2 separate regions of the Gossypium hirsutum genome follow, and region 2 is linked to region 1. The links are chromatin contacts, called in public Hi-C maps. All regions are on one chromosome and are shown on one strand. Each heading gives the region's core, a stretch centred on a gene start, on an enhancer-like site or on the middle of the called end of the contact. The rest is flanking DNA. Distances are from core to core; before and after follow the strand shown.

Evidence for each region. A called contact is a pair of places that touch in the nucleus more often than the background predicts.
Region 2: a Hi-C map of leaf shows a contact between it and region 1, with 2.7 times the contacts expected there. The contact joins the promoter of LOC107960341 here to the enhancer-like site in region 1. A contact is called at or near these places in 3 of 34 Hi-C or Micro-C datasets (all in leaf).

Annotation. Positions count from the first base shown.
Region 1 is chrA05:78,212,991-78,220,852 of Gossypium_hirsutum_v2.1, reverse strand. No RefSeq gene overlaps it. Among protein-coding and RNA genes, the nearest start is that of LOC107957325, 15 kb to the left of the region's middle. Within about 2 kb of position 4,397, at least 3 of the 9 cell types and tissues checked have an H3K27ac peak or open chromatin away from gene starts, as enhancers often do. A contact at or near this core is called in leaf, where this site is marked.
Region 2 is chrA05:78,307,727-78,314,997 of Gossypium_hirsutum_v2.1, reverse strand. It overlaps LOC107960341 (glycosylinositol phosphorylceramide mannosyl transferase 1), which reads right to left and starts at 1,341. Exons shown (of 5, transcript XM_016896676.2): 1 at 769-1,341; 2 at 1-164. The coding sequence starts at 968.

The DNA.
Region 1 (7,862 bases), core at 3,148-5,647:
CAGTAATATATTTTGGTTACCGTCTTGTGCAACCACAATCAGTAGTATCTGCGTGTATTTTCCATAAAGCCACGTTACATCAACCTACACCAAGGTTTGCAATAAGAGAAAACCCTAACACATGGATTGAACGTCTAGAACAATCGGTGAAAAACTTTTCTCCCCGATTCAAGTTTCCTATTAGAGCCTCTGTAAGGCAACGTTTGCAAGTCTACAACAGTACCTAGCACGTACTCCAACATCATTGAAATCCACCCCTGAATTTCATTGTATGACTCATCCCAGTTGCCATACAACTACTCCATGGCCATTTGTTTCGCCCACCATGCTTTCCTGTATAGCATACTATAGTGGAACTAAGCTTGCATGTCCGTAATTAGGACCAATACAGAAATGGTTGGCATACCTTTCACTAACAGCTTGAAGCAATTGTAGATACTTTTAGCATCTAGTTTCCTGGGGTATTGCATCATACCTGTAATGATGCATGTATGGCACCCTTCTAATTTTTGTATTTGCCACTGTTGAGTCTTCTGTATAACTGCAACTTGAACCCACCAGCCGCACCCTTCGTTAGCCCTCCAACATTCTTTAACATATAATGTCAGTGTAGACTTTACAGCCTTGTAATCAATCGACATCTTCATGTTGTACTATTTGATGGCAAACACATAGTCTGGCTTGTTCTCAAACCGTTGCCTAATGAACAACTCTTCCAATTACGAACTTGACGCCAATCTGTAAGCAGAGACTATATCAGTGTACTCGGGAACTCATGCACTGCATCTGGATCTACGCTCAACATGTGGGTCCTACAGTCATTCCATAAAATAATGCCACGACTCGAGTTCTTGAAAGAAGGGAGTGAACATCTTCAACCTCTTCCGGGCCTTTATCGTCGATATTATCTAGAACCTCATCAAGATCGGGATCATTAAAATCTTCAACATCGTGATTAGAATCTTTATCATTATCGAACCCTTCTTCGACGTTGCATCGGTACCTATCACCTCCGGATGTATTTGTAGATGGGGATCTGAGATAGGGTTGTTATACGAACTCCCAGCATTAATTGGATTTTCAGGCATTTGCAATGTCCTTCCACAGTCTAGCTGATTTGTCCATCCGAAATTAAGATCAAAGTCAAACCCACGATGTTAACTAATTGGACTGACATTCTCAACGGGTTCTAAATCGATTAACTAGGCAAATAATTCAACTGGTTAGGGGTTTTCATTCCCAGTTGACAACCATATTGCTATCATAATACCCAAGGCATCATCATCTAACAGTTGCATTTTCATAAATTTCCACGGATCTGTAGAGATTGGAAACTTGTAAAATAATCTAGACATTGCCCTTCTACAAAGGATAACTATTTTCGCACTAATCTTTCTTTTAGCGCTAATCTTTCTTTTCATTTCTTCCAACTTCACAGATTTATTGAATCACAACCCTACTCTTTGACGACCTTGAAATTCATAACCAACATCACCTTCTACAATTTCTCCATAAAAAAGAGCGTACACAAAAAAACACTGAGTTATTCGTCTTCACCATAATTTCTAAGCTCTCCTACTAAACACAATTATTTCTCTCTTTTCTTCTTTTCCGGTTCAACTGTTACAAGGGTGTCAAGAAAAATCTACATATGTAGCACCACCAATGTGGTCAAGTCAAATAGAATGTCTCTACCAATATTTTGGAAAAAAATCATTTTTATGGTTGTCACGCCATTCTCACTGGCACCATCAAAGTGGTCATGCCAAAGAGAATGGCTCCATCAAAATTAAAAAAAAAATATTAACAAACAATTTAAAAAAACTCAAAATAATTAATGGCAGCATGGTGGTCACGCCATTTCTATGACTCTATCAAATAAAATAATAATTTTAATTTTAAAATAAAAATAAAAATAAAAATAAAAATCACTTTTAAAAAATTCTGACATAATAAAGGTGGTGGTGTCAATCTATTTGGCTCCATCACTATTAGTTATTTTCTGGCCCCCAAATTATTTAAAAATACTGGTATTAGAGTAGTATTTATACATGTCATGCCAAATATATTGGCTCCACTCAAAAGATTTGATTTTTTAATTCTAGCAGCTAATGATTGGCTGACGTGGCAATTGAGTGGCGCCAATCTCTTTGGCTCTACCAACTTTTACTATTCATTTCAAGTCATTTATGTACCTAATAAAAAAATAGATAATTTTTTAATTAATAAAACAATTTCAGATTATTTTTATAAAAACAGCCAACATAACTTAAATAAATCTGTGATTTATTGAGAACTAACTATAAAATAAGAGTCATTATTGATTTTTTATGAACCAACATTAAAACTATAAAAAAAAATCAATATGCACAATGTGCAATTTAGTAGCATAATCTTATTCTCTAATCAATTTAGTCATCTATAACTCAGTAACGTTAGAAACAATGTTAGTTCATTACTCTGATGCTTTATACAAATTAAATTCTAAATTAAATAATTTAGAGTTTTGATTAGTTTCCAGTTGGATTCAAAATGCATTTTCAATTAGCCATTAGTAGGTTTGTCACTTAAAAACTCAAATCTTCATTTTAGCTTGCAGAGCATAACATATTTATATAAGCAATAACATTTTAAATCTGTCATGCACGTAGCATTTGATTCGATTTATATTTCAACAATCGTATAAACTTATAATATCTATTGACAATTCTATATTTACCTTATTAATAGTAATTCGATAGTTCTCGACATATGTAAACTCTAGTGGAAGTCAAGGTTAAATATACGGATCCAGTCCACACACTAATATATGTAAAGCATAAGCGATAACGATAATAATAACTTTGGTGTGTATAAAGTGCGAATGATAATCAACCAAACTCCCAAGAGCAAAGCGCTCAACAATAACTCTCAAGCACATAAAGCAGCCTCGCAACCACAATCACTATAAAAACATAGTACTACTATCTTATAATATGCTAACTATATCCAACTAGACTTGTTTACAAAGATTCAAAGTGACTTTCATTAATTTATTAGTAATTCTTCTTAGGTTACAATTTATTTACTAGATTTAATTTATTCATTTCATTCTCACGCTATTCAATGAAATCAATGTCAACAAGTCGCAATACAATGACAATTTAAGGTAAATAATGTATATCAATTCACTTACCTTAAAACTTATCTTACTAAGGCTTCCATGACTAAATATCATAAATAAGGTGAATAATAAGATCATTAAAATCATAACACTTGACTTAATATTTATTATTAACCAAGGCAATGATTCTTAATTTTAAACAATATAACTAATTAAAATTCCATTCAATTAGTGGTTATTGTCATTAAATCTCCCTATTACTATCAATTTAATTTATGTGCTAATTAAATACACATAAATAAATAAGCATGCAATCTAAGTAAGAATTCATTGATCACACTTTAAGTAAAGTTCTCCAAAATGCAATTCCTCAACTACTTTAACCTTAGCTAAGGTGTTAGACCTTTCACTACTTTCCCTAGTTTTAAAATTAAGTTAGTGAGAAAATCCTAACCATTACAATAAATTCAAGACATAACACTTTGACTCAATGATTATTCACCAAATATACAATTATTGAAATAAAGTTCTTCTCACCTCCCCATGCGGTCACCCTCAAAATTTTACCCAAACTGCGAAATGCTTATATTCATCTCGTGGGTAGTCATTCTACAGGGAGGTGGTGTTATGTTAGACAGGTGGGTTGACTGAAGAGAGTTGAATCATGATCATGATTTATTATTGTTGTTCGATTTATTATTTTAAAAGAGGATTTAAAGGTTGATGATGTCATAATTGAAATATTCATGTTGCAAATAAATAAATAAAAAGTATTTTGAATTAATTATAAAGAGATCTTTAGCTTTAGTCAAAAGTAAAAAAAAATATCATCAATAATTTGTTAATAAATTAACGGAATTTTTAACAATAATGATAAATTTAAACAACTATTCTAATTAGAGCAACTAAATTAACAAAATCACTAAAAATCAGATTATAAAAGTTTATGTGAAAGAAGAAATTCTATAATCTTAGGATTGTTTTATCTTTGAAATTAGTAGGTGTGGATTTTGAAAAGAGAATCTCTTCGGAATGTTAGAAAATTGGATATAAATTCAGAATCGTTATTTGTAGCTGCCACACTTTCCTTATTGCTCATTTGGCCCATTACAAATAAGAAATTAGGCATTAGAAGCCCATAGGTGACAAAAGCTCCCTTTAAAGCTTACTAAATTGGACCAAATCTTTTATGATAATACTTTTTCTTAATGGACTTAAGCTAACATATATTATTGGTCGTCGTCAGAGCTGCCCTCCATTATTATTTTGTTTTCAAGTCAACAATAGATATACATACGTACGTGTACCTAAACAAAAATAGTTGTAAACTCTGCCTAAATTCACATTGCTGCCGCTCATACATGCCCCCACCATCCCAATAATAGCCTTTTTTAATTCCACAAAAGAAAAGCGAATTTGAACAACTCTTGCCCCTTTTTTGAATTTATACATTCCTCCTCACTTTTGAAAACAATTGTCCTACCCAATATAATTATTACATTTTTGGTTTTTTAATAAAATTAATATCAACTCAAACTTGGGTTTACATTCAATTATATACATCTAAAGCAATAAATAAATTAATTTTATATTAAATAAAAATAATTATTTATGTATATCATGTGTAATATGATGTTACATTTGATAATTATATTAATGATTTTTAAAATTAAATTAAATTCTTATATATAATATTACACAACCTTTATATATTGTAATATATTAAAGACAATTTAATTACAGAGGAATTGAAAAACGTGCCAAATTTAATTCCCATTCAAATTATTTGACTAAGGTGCTGACGAATTTTGGTATAATGAACCAAAAAGAAAAGAAAGGAATTCTGTTTAATTACTTTCACATCATATATGCATGCATGTATGTATTTATTTATTTATGGTCAGTAATAATTTGTTGACTTCTCCGCCTACAAAACATTTGAAACGAAGAATGTTAGATTTTAAAATATATTTAGGGAAACGTAAACTTTTTCTTTTATATTTATGGAAATAGATTAATTTTTTTAGAGAGAAATAAAAAATGTATATTGCATGAAATATTTTTTGTTGAAAGCGCATCTTATAGGACGTATTTTTTTTATTCTTTTAATACATTAGTTTCTTTTATTAGATTGTTAAATGTTAGTGATTTTGTTTTTAGTCTCTGATTTGATTTCTCTCTTACTTATATTTGTATTTTTATTTCATGTTGTTTCAACATTTATTTTTATTTTTAATTACTATTTTTAAAATATTAGCTTCTTTGTTAAATGATTATATAATAGTCATTTTATCATTGAGTCTTAGCTTTGATTCCTCTACTAAGTATAATTGTATTTTTTGTTTTATGTTTGTTTCAAACTTTATTATTATTATTTTTAATTAATATTTTTAATTAATAAATATTTTGTTTTCAATTTTTTTATTTTTAATTCATCTTTTTAATTATATTTATAAATTCAAATAATTATTGACAAATATCATTATTTTTAATAAATATAATTTTTATATGTAACATTTATTTTTCAATCCATATCAGGAGTGTAGTAAATTTTAGTATTATATATTTTTGTATGTGCATTTGAAATAATTAATTGAAATATTTCAAATATTTCAAATATTTAAAATATCATATCCACAATATAAATGAAAAAGCACTGAAATTTGAAATATTTTACTTATAAAAACAATAATGACAATTTGAAATAATTATTAGATTTGATAATATTAGAATTCACCTTACTCACAATATAGGTGGAGAAAATAAATATTTGATAATATAAAAAATTTAGTTGATTTTTTAAAAATAAAATATATTTAATATAATGATAAATATTAATTTCATAAAAAATATATATTATTATATAATTGAAAATAATTTTTTGATTTTATAAATAAAATATTTATTAATTAAAAATGAATTAAAAATATAAAGAACTTAAAAAAAATATATTTATTGATTAAAAACATTAATTTAAAAAATTTTGAAATAACATGAAATAAAAAAATACAAATGAGCTTTAGAAGAGGAATCAGCCCTAGAACTTAAAGTTAAAATTACTATTATTTAACCATCTAAACAAAAAAAAAAGCTAATGTGTTAAAAATAATAATTAAAAATAAAAGTAAAACTCAAAACAACGTGAAATATATATATAGGTAAGAGAAGAATTGAACTCGAGACTTAAAGACAAAATTATTAACATTTAAACATCTAATCAAAAAAATTAATATATTAAAAAGTCAAAAAGTGCACCTTATAAAATGTGTTTTTAATTTTTGTTTTTAAAATCGATTTATTTCTTTAAATATCGAAAAAAATGTTACATTTACCTAAATATTTTTTAAGATCAACATTTCTTTTTTCAGATCTAGCGGATAAGAACAACGTTTTTGGATAGGAAAAAGGGGAATCTCCTTGATAAATGACTTAATATTGCCATATGTGTATAATATTAAAACTGTGATGTGTTATATAATTATTTAAGGTTTAAGGATGTAAAAATTTTTTAATTTAAAAAAAAGTTAACAATTAAGATTTTATTTTTTACATTTAATTGAATATTTAAATTATTAAAGCATTAAAAAGATTTTTTGATTGTTAAATTTAATGATTAGTTGTTAAAATTAAATAGTTGACTATTAAAAGTTATTAATAATCTTTTCAGTTATTTTTATCATGTATCACATTATGGTTGTGACACATAACGGAAAATGCTAAAAATTATTAAAATAATATATATATAATGTAGAAAAATTTAAAATTTATTTGAAAATTTTAAAAATTATTACAAATTATTTAGAAAATAGAAAAAACATTTTTACCAATTTTTAAAAAAATAAAAAATTCCCTTTGTTCGTAAAAACATATTATGAATGATGGAATGAATTTATTAATCTCAAATTTTGAGAAAAAAGTATTAATAAATTTTCATTTAAATGCCATGAAATATACTTTGTTTATGGGAAAAAAAAATCCCCATCGAGGAAGTGTTTGAACAGCTGAAATGTACCAGAGAAGGATTAAGCTCGGACGAGGGTGCCAACAGGCTTCAGGTTTTCTGCCCACACAAGCCCGAAGAGACAAAGGTCTTTCCCACGGATTTAATTTCGATATTAATTACGTCCGAATCATAATAGATGTTAAAATTATGTTTTCAAAATGAACAAAATTCTCAAGTTTTGGGGGTTCATGTGGAATCGCTTCTCATGGGTTATGGAAGCTGCTGCAATCATGGCCATTGCTTTAGCCAACGGTGACGGGAAGCCGCTGGATTCGCAAGACTTCGTCAGTATCGTTTGGCTGTTGGTGATTAACTCTAGCATCTGTCTCATTGAAAAAACAATTCTTGTAATGCTGCTGCCGCCGCCGTCCTTATGGATGGTCTTGCTCCCAAAACCAAGGTAATTTTTATTACATTCCTTTATAGTTTTTTAAATAATGTTTTTATTTTTTTTATTTTTTTACGTATCACAACCACGGCATGACACGTGATGAAGATATTAACTCTAAATTTATTTATTTTATTCTATTTTCTAAATTTTTATCTATTTTAATATTTTTATTTATTTTAATAATTTTTAATTATTTTTTGCTACACGTCAATCATGACGTGACAAATTGTAGAGATAATTGAAAAAGAAAAAACTAATGGGTGTTGTTAATTTTAATAGTCAATCATAACGTGTTAATGGTCAAAGGATTTTTTTGATATATTTTGATAATTTAAATACTTAATTGAGTAAAAAAAATACAATAA
Region 2 (7,271 bases), core at 92-2,591, 97 kb before region 1:
GCACAACATGGTTGAGATATCTTTTAAGCGAATCAGATGGAGGATCCGGCTCACTCCATACAATATGTACAGAATCGAGCCTCGGACATGACGTGTAGTGGGAAATCGACTTCTTCAAGAGATCATATCTTTTCCAAGTATTCATTACAATCGAGTATCTTCCCCTGTACTTACACAACCCAGTAATGAAAATCATCACTTTATTATCAAATCTGGAAATTTTTTCAGTAAATGCCTTTAATAGATTTAAGTTTCTACTGTATATCAATCATTTGTTGAAATTTTTAGTAACAATATAAGCTCAGAGTGATTTTGTTCGTGTTCAAGATCCCTAAGAAAATTTAAAAAAAAAAGAACTTTTAAAAGATATGAACTTTCCTATACAAAAAAAAAACACCCTTCTTTATACATCTAAACAGAATAAACACCAAAAAGAACCTTTAAATTTGAAGTTAGAATTATCAATCACTTCCTAATATTTTAAGCTAAAACGGGTTTAGTTTCAGATCCTAACTGTTGTTATGGTTTAAAAATAATTAAATTACCATAAATAAAAGAACTTGATAACAATTTGATGGAGTTTCCAATAAAAATCTTGATTTAGATGATATATTTACTCGAAGTTTCCAAAAACAAACGAACCTCTTTTAGTCATGGTTCCTTTTTTTTTATATCTAAACTTGGAAACTACTCAACAAAAATCTGAAAGAAAATTCAAACGAAAATATAAGATTATAAAAGTTAATATATAGTAATAGGGAGATGCACCTTGGAGAAGAAGAGCGGTCAAAGTCACCGGTCCATCCCATAAACGAAGAACTGTCGCGGTTTCGGTTCGCGATTGCGAGTAGACTTAACACGACGCAACCGCAGAGAAGGATCTTGATCTTTGCCGATCCAAGCGTCCCGATCCCAACTTGACGCAACTTGAAAACCGATCGACGGCTAATAGGTAAACCGCCCCTCATCGTCTTCTATCACTCTAATTCCTCAATCTCCCCCCTTTCCCTTTTTCCTTATAAGAAGACTGAGTCGATCTGAAGTCTGAACTCGAGGGATGTGACGTTGAATGGAGCCCGAGTCACGAAACTGAAAATTTCATCCGCCGCTTGTTGAATTGCTATTTATATGATTCGGCTCCGGTGCGGTGAGAGGGAAGTAGATTTGTCGCCGGTGAGGAAGAACCGGTGAAGGGAAAAGGGTGGGGAGAGTTATAGGGTGTGGTTATGTGTATGAGGTTAAGGAGGTAGAGTCCCATAAGATGGATGCTAGGGTAACGCGCGGAGGGATATTATTGGCTGAAACTGAGATGTTGATGTGCTCGTGGTTTTTTATTGCCCATTGCAATGTACGTTCGGGGTTCGTTCCTTTTTAAGAATTCTCAGATCAGGATAGAAGAAAAGATACGTTGATGTGAAAGGAAGTATTGAGAACCGTTGGATTAAAATGGTTCATGACAGTTACTGAGGTTGACCCTTAGCCGACAAGATATTTTATAATTAGGACTTATTCAAATTTATTTGATTTGTTCCAGTAAAATATTTTTAAAAATTCTTCAAACAGCAACACGCTTATGACCACTTCGACGTTAGACCATAAATCAATAAATATAAAAATAATTTTAAAAGAAAATAACTTTATTCTTTTTCTTGTTCATTTGCTTATCTTTATTCGAGGGATTTTTACTATAACAATATGAAAAAAAATTAAAATAGGATGTCTTTAAGATTAAATACGAAAACAGATCATTGCAAGGGTGGTGCATAGGCGGCACCACCCTCAAATCTAAACATTTTTTATAGATTTGCATGTTAAAAAAAAAAGAATAGGACAAAAATAATAATAAAATAAGGGTGGAGGGTACCCCACAGGCGGCAACGCTCACTCTTCTGCACCGACGGGACTCCTCACTGCCACCGACGGGACTGCTCTGAGCCATTTCTTTTGTTTTATTATGTGTTTGAGGACCCTAAAATAGTCCCCAATTTCTTTGTGTGCGTGAGTGAAGAAGAAGAAGAAAGGGAGAAGGAGGAGGAGAAGAAGAAGAAGAAGGAAGAGGCAACATTGGTGAGGGAAGAAAAAAGAAAAAGAAAAAGAGAAAGAAAAAGAGAAGGAGAAGAAGAAGAGGAGGGAGGGAAGGAAAAAAAAAGTAATATTTTTTTAAAGAAATAATTTTTAATTGTTAATTTAAGGAAATAAATGATTTATATTAATTGTTAATGTTATTATTGTTGATTGATTTTGATTTAATTTTTAAATTTAATTTTTTGTAAGGTATATTTTGGATAAAAAGAGATATTAAGGTATGTTTGTATTTATTTTATTTTTTATATATATTCATAATTTATTTTTAATTTTCATTGAAGTAAAAAATCCTATCTATGTTATGTACAAAAAATATTTTATTATTATTTTATTTAATTTATTTGGTAAGTGTGTTTTAGGTTAATTAGATATATTTTTTATTAATTTTATTTGGCATGTTATATTTTGATTTTTTTATGTGATGAGTTTTTTTACAAAAATAGTATAAAAATATTAAAAGAATAACTTAATAGTATATTTTAAAAAATATATTTTAAAAAATCCAAAAATAAAATAAAAAAGGTCAAAATCAGAGTTTTTTACTAAATTAATATAAATATACTAAAATAATACATATGAAACATTATGTACTAAAATAATAAAAAAATAAAATACGAAAATAGTATATTTTGAAAAATAAAATTCGAAAATAAAATAAAAAACAAACGGCCAAAATCAGAATTTTTTACTAAATTAATATAAAAAACTAAAATAATACATTTGAAACATTATGTACTAAAATAATATAAAAAAATAAAATACGAAAATAGTATATTTTAAAAAATAAAATCCGAAAACAAAATAAAAAACACCAAAATCACATATTTTTACTAAATTAATATAAAAAACTAAAATAATACATGAAACATTATGTACTAAAATAATATAAAAAATACGAAAATAATATATCTTAAAAAATAAAATCCGAAAATAAAAATAAAAAGGGCCAAAATCAGAGTTTTTTTCTAAATTAATATAAAAAAACTAAAGTAATACATGAAACATTATGTACTAAAATAATATAAAAAACAAAATACGAAAATAATAAATTTTAAAAAATAAAATCCGAAAATAAAAATAAAAAGGCCAAAATCAGAGCTTTTTCTAAATTAATATAAAAAAACTAAAATAATACATTTGAAACATTATGTACTAAAATAATATAAAAGAATAAAATATGAAAATAGTATATTTTAAAAAATAAAATCCGAAAACAAAATAAATAAAACGGCCAAAATCACAGATTTTTATTAAATTAATATAAAAAAACTAAAATAATACATGAAACATTATGTTCTAAAATAATATAAAAAATAAAATACGAAAATAGTATATTTTAAAAAATAAAATCCGAAAATAAAAAATAAAAAGGGCCAAAATCAGAGTTTTTTTTCTAAATTAATATAAAAAAACTAAAATAATATATTTGATACATTATGTACTAAAATAGTATAAAAAATAAAATACGAAAATAGTATATTTTAAAAAATAAAATCCGAAAATAAAATAAAAAATAAACGGCCAAAATCAGAGTTTTTTATTAAATTAATATAAAAAAAAACTAAAATAATACATTTGAAACATTATGTACTAAAATAATATAAAAAATAAAATACAAAAATAGTATATTTTAAAAAGTAAAATCCGAAAATAAAATAAAAAAAACGGTCAAAATCAGAGTTTTTTATTAAATTAATATAAAAATAATACAAAAATAATACATTTGAAATATTATGTACTAAAATAATATAAAAAATAATATACGAAAATAATATATTTTAAAAAATAAAATCTAAAAATAAAATAAATACCAAAATATATTGAACTACATGCCGGGTATATTATATATATTATAATTTAAACCAAAATATTTTACTTATTATCATTTTAAAATAATAATAAAAATATTTGTATTTGAATTGGGTATATTTATTTTTTTTAATGTAGTATGACAAAAATATGCTGTCGAAAAAACGGTTTGGTATTTTTTTGTAATTAAAAGCAATATATAAAATTTAGTTATTTTGACAAATATTTAAAATCCATCAAACAGTAAAATTAATAACCGAAATTTATTTGAAATTGCAGGTATGGCAATGGCTTCATTGATTAAGGAAGATCTTCACATAGCTGACACAGTTAATAAAAAGGTAATATATTGTTATTTGTTACTCACAGGTTCCATTAAAAAAGATTTATGTAATTTACGGAAATAAATTTTGTTATTATAACTTTTTTCTGCAATTTAACATTGTCAGGATTCGTACCGCGTATTAAGGGGCCGGGTGAATGGTTGAGGATATTCCCCAGATGCACGACTGATGCCGTACTTGGAGCTAGCTGGATTCGGGTCAGCAGGATTGATCCGGACGTTTGATTTGCGGTACGATTTAATATTCGCATTGGTTGAGCGTTGGCGCTCGGAGACCCACACTTTTCATTTGCCGTGTGGGGAGTGCACTGTTACTCTGGAGGATGTTGTACTGCAACTTGGGCTCCCAATCGACAGGAATCCGGTAACGGGCGTAAGTGCGATAGCTGAGCCGGCTGCACTTTGTTATAGCCTCCTAGGAGCCTCGCCCGGCGATGATAAGTCCAATTTATCGGTTTTGAAATTTACATGGTTGAAAGCAAATTTTCAGCATTTACCAGATAATGCCACTGAAGAAAAGTTGATGTGCGCAGCTCGAGCGTACATTATGCATATTATAGGGGGTGTATTGATGCTCGATACGAACAACAACAGGGTTCATATCATGTATTTACCTCTATTAACTGATTTGCATAATGTTCGTTCGTATAGCTGGGGCTCCGTAGTTCTGGCTATGTTGTATCGTGAGCTTTGTCGGACAACAAAGCCTCATACTGCAGACATAGGCGGATGCCTTATATTGTTGCAGCCATGGGCTCTTTATCGAATGCCATTCTTGGTATCGGTTAGTCACCAGCCATACGTGTATCCACTAGTTAACAGGTGATAAAATTTAACTTGTTATTAATTGATAGTTTCTTTATAATGATACTATTCTAACGATACTATATTTCTTTGAAATTTGTTTCCGTAGATGGAGTATTTATCCAGGTATCGGGAGGTCGTACACTGTCTCGATATATCGTTTGTTGATTGAGCAACATGTTGGAGAAGGGGTAAGCTATTCCAATATTTGCGACATGTAATTACTTTATATATCTTACTCAAACCGTGTGAAATTTTAACCATGGTATTAATCGTGTAGTTTATTTGGATGTCATATCGTAGACCAGAAATTGTGGCCATTATACCATCTTCTGCCTACATTCATTCTCAATTGTGGTGCACTAACGCACCAATTATCAGTTTCAATGTAGTCGAGTGGTACCATGGGGATCGAGTACTACGACAGTTTGGTTGCATCCAGTATATCCCAGATCCGCCAAAGGAGGTGGGGAAGGTTTACGGCATCAACAAGAGAGGGAAACATGGAATACATTGGGGGGTTGCGCACTGGGGATATATTACGGTGTGGGATAATCGAATGGGTCGAAGACCTCGGATGGATATGTCTTCCGATTTGCAACCGTCGCCAGAGTACATGCAATGGTACTTTAGTATGGGAAAGCCATATTTACTTGGTGCCCAGTCGACTGTAGTCCCCCCGCATGTGCAGCGACCTGGGGCATACGAGCCAGTGGCCGATATAGAGCCCGATCCACAGCCAGATCTCGAGCCCGAGTGAGAGGTGGAGCCCGAGGCACAGCCTGAGGCCGAGTCTGAGCAATCATATTCACATTCGGCTGATACTTCTTATCATCCGGATTTCCTAGACAACGAATATTTCCTGGGCTCGTCAGGGGGCGGCCATCATTACGAGTTTGATATCTTTGGGTCGTCTCCATCGCAGCACAGCACTTCTCTCGGCCTGTATCCCCCTCAGTACAGCACTAGCCTTGGCCCATATCCACCGCAGTACTCCACTCCTCCTGGGATGTATCCGCTGCAGTATGGCACCCCTCCCGGCTCAAGTTCATCGATGCCATTCAAGCCATATGATTTTTCTTCCTTGTATCAGACACCCTCACCTGCGACTGAAGAGGATGTTGGTCATCGTGATCACCCACAACGTGAATATCGACCTCCAAATAGGTATACCCCTAGGACCACACCATCTAACCATCAACTTTAGGGGTTTATTGGGTTTTGATATTAAAAAAGTTTGTATTTCTGTTTATATATTTATTTAGATTAATTGGAACTTTGAAAATTGTAACAAAATTTGACCATAATGTAAATTAGATTAATTTGGACATTTTGAACATTAAAACACTAAAACTTAACAAACTTAGTATTGTAACATAAATTAAATACATTACAACATTAATCTAATTGGAACAAACTTTGTAATATAATTTTTTTATATAAATTAAATACATTACAACATAGGCTCAATTCCTACCTGATCGTGATGATTGTCCAATATGATAGTTTCGCTGCAGGCATTTACTCCGATTATGGCCAGCTAACCTGTAAAATTTACAACGCTTACCATCGGATTTCTCCCTAATGTCCATCTCATTACGAATTTTGGATGATTGCGGACGACCTCTAGGATTCCTGCGTAGCCCTCTGTCTGGGACAAGTTCGAAAGTCGTCGGAGGTACCTCCCACGTAGACAAGTCAGGCAGGACAGGGAACTCATTTTCCCAGACACATAACGTGTGCTCAAGTGTGTACACATCATCGACAAATTTTTCAACATTAAGGTTCACCTTAGCACACGCTGCCACGACATGCGCACATGGATAATGAAGTGTTTGGAACCTCCTGCAATCACACCGTCTGTTTCGGAGATCAACTCCATAAGACCTAGGTGGTATACCGGGTCGACGACTGATGGTCTCTATAACACGAAATGTTTCATGGCGTCGTGAATATATTTCTACATTCATCGACCTCGCCATCCGACGGTTTGCAACCATTGCATCCCTGACATCTTCGACAAACACGTATCTCGCCTCTATCTGGTTGACTTGTTGCTGACCCATTCTTGGCATCAAGGTTTCCAACCTGTAAAATGTAGTCGAAAAGACAGATGAAATCGAAAGATGTCGTGTTTTCAACAACACAGCGTTGACCCCCTCCACTAAGTTTGTGGTCATTTGACCATAATGAAAGCCCTCATCAAAACTTTGAGCCCATTGCCATGGCT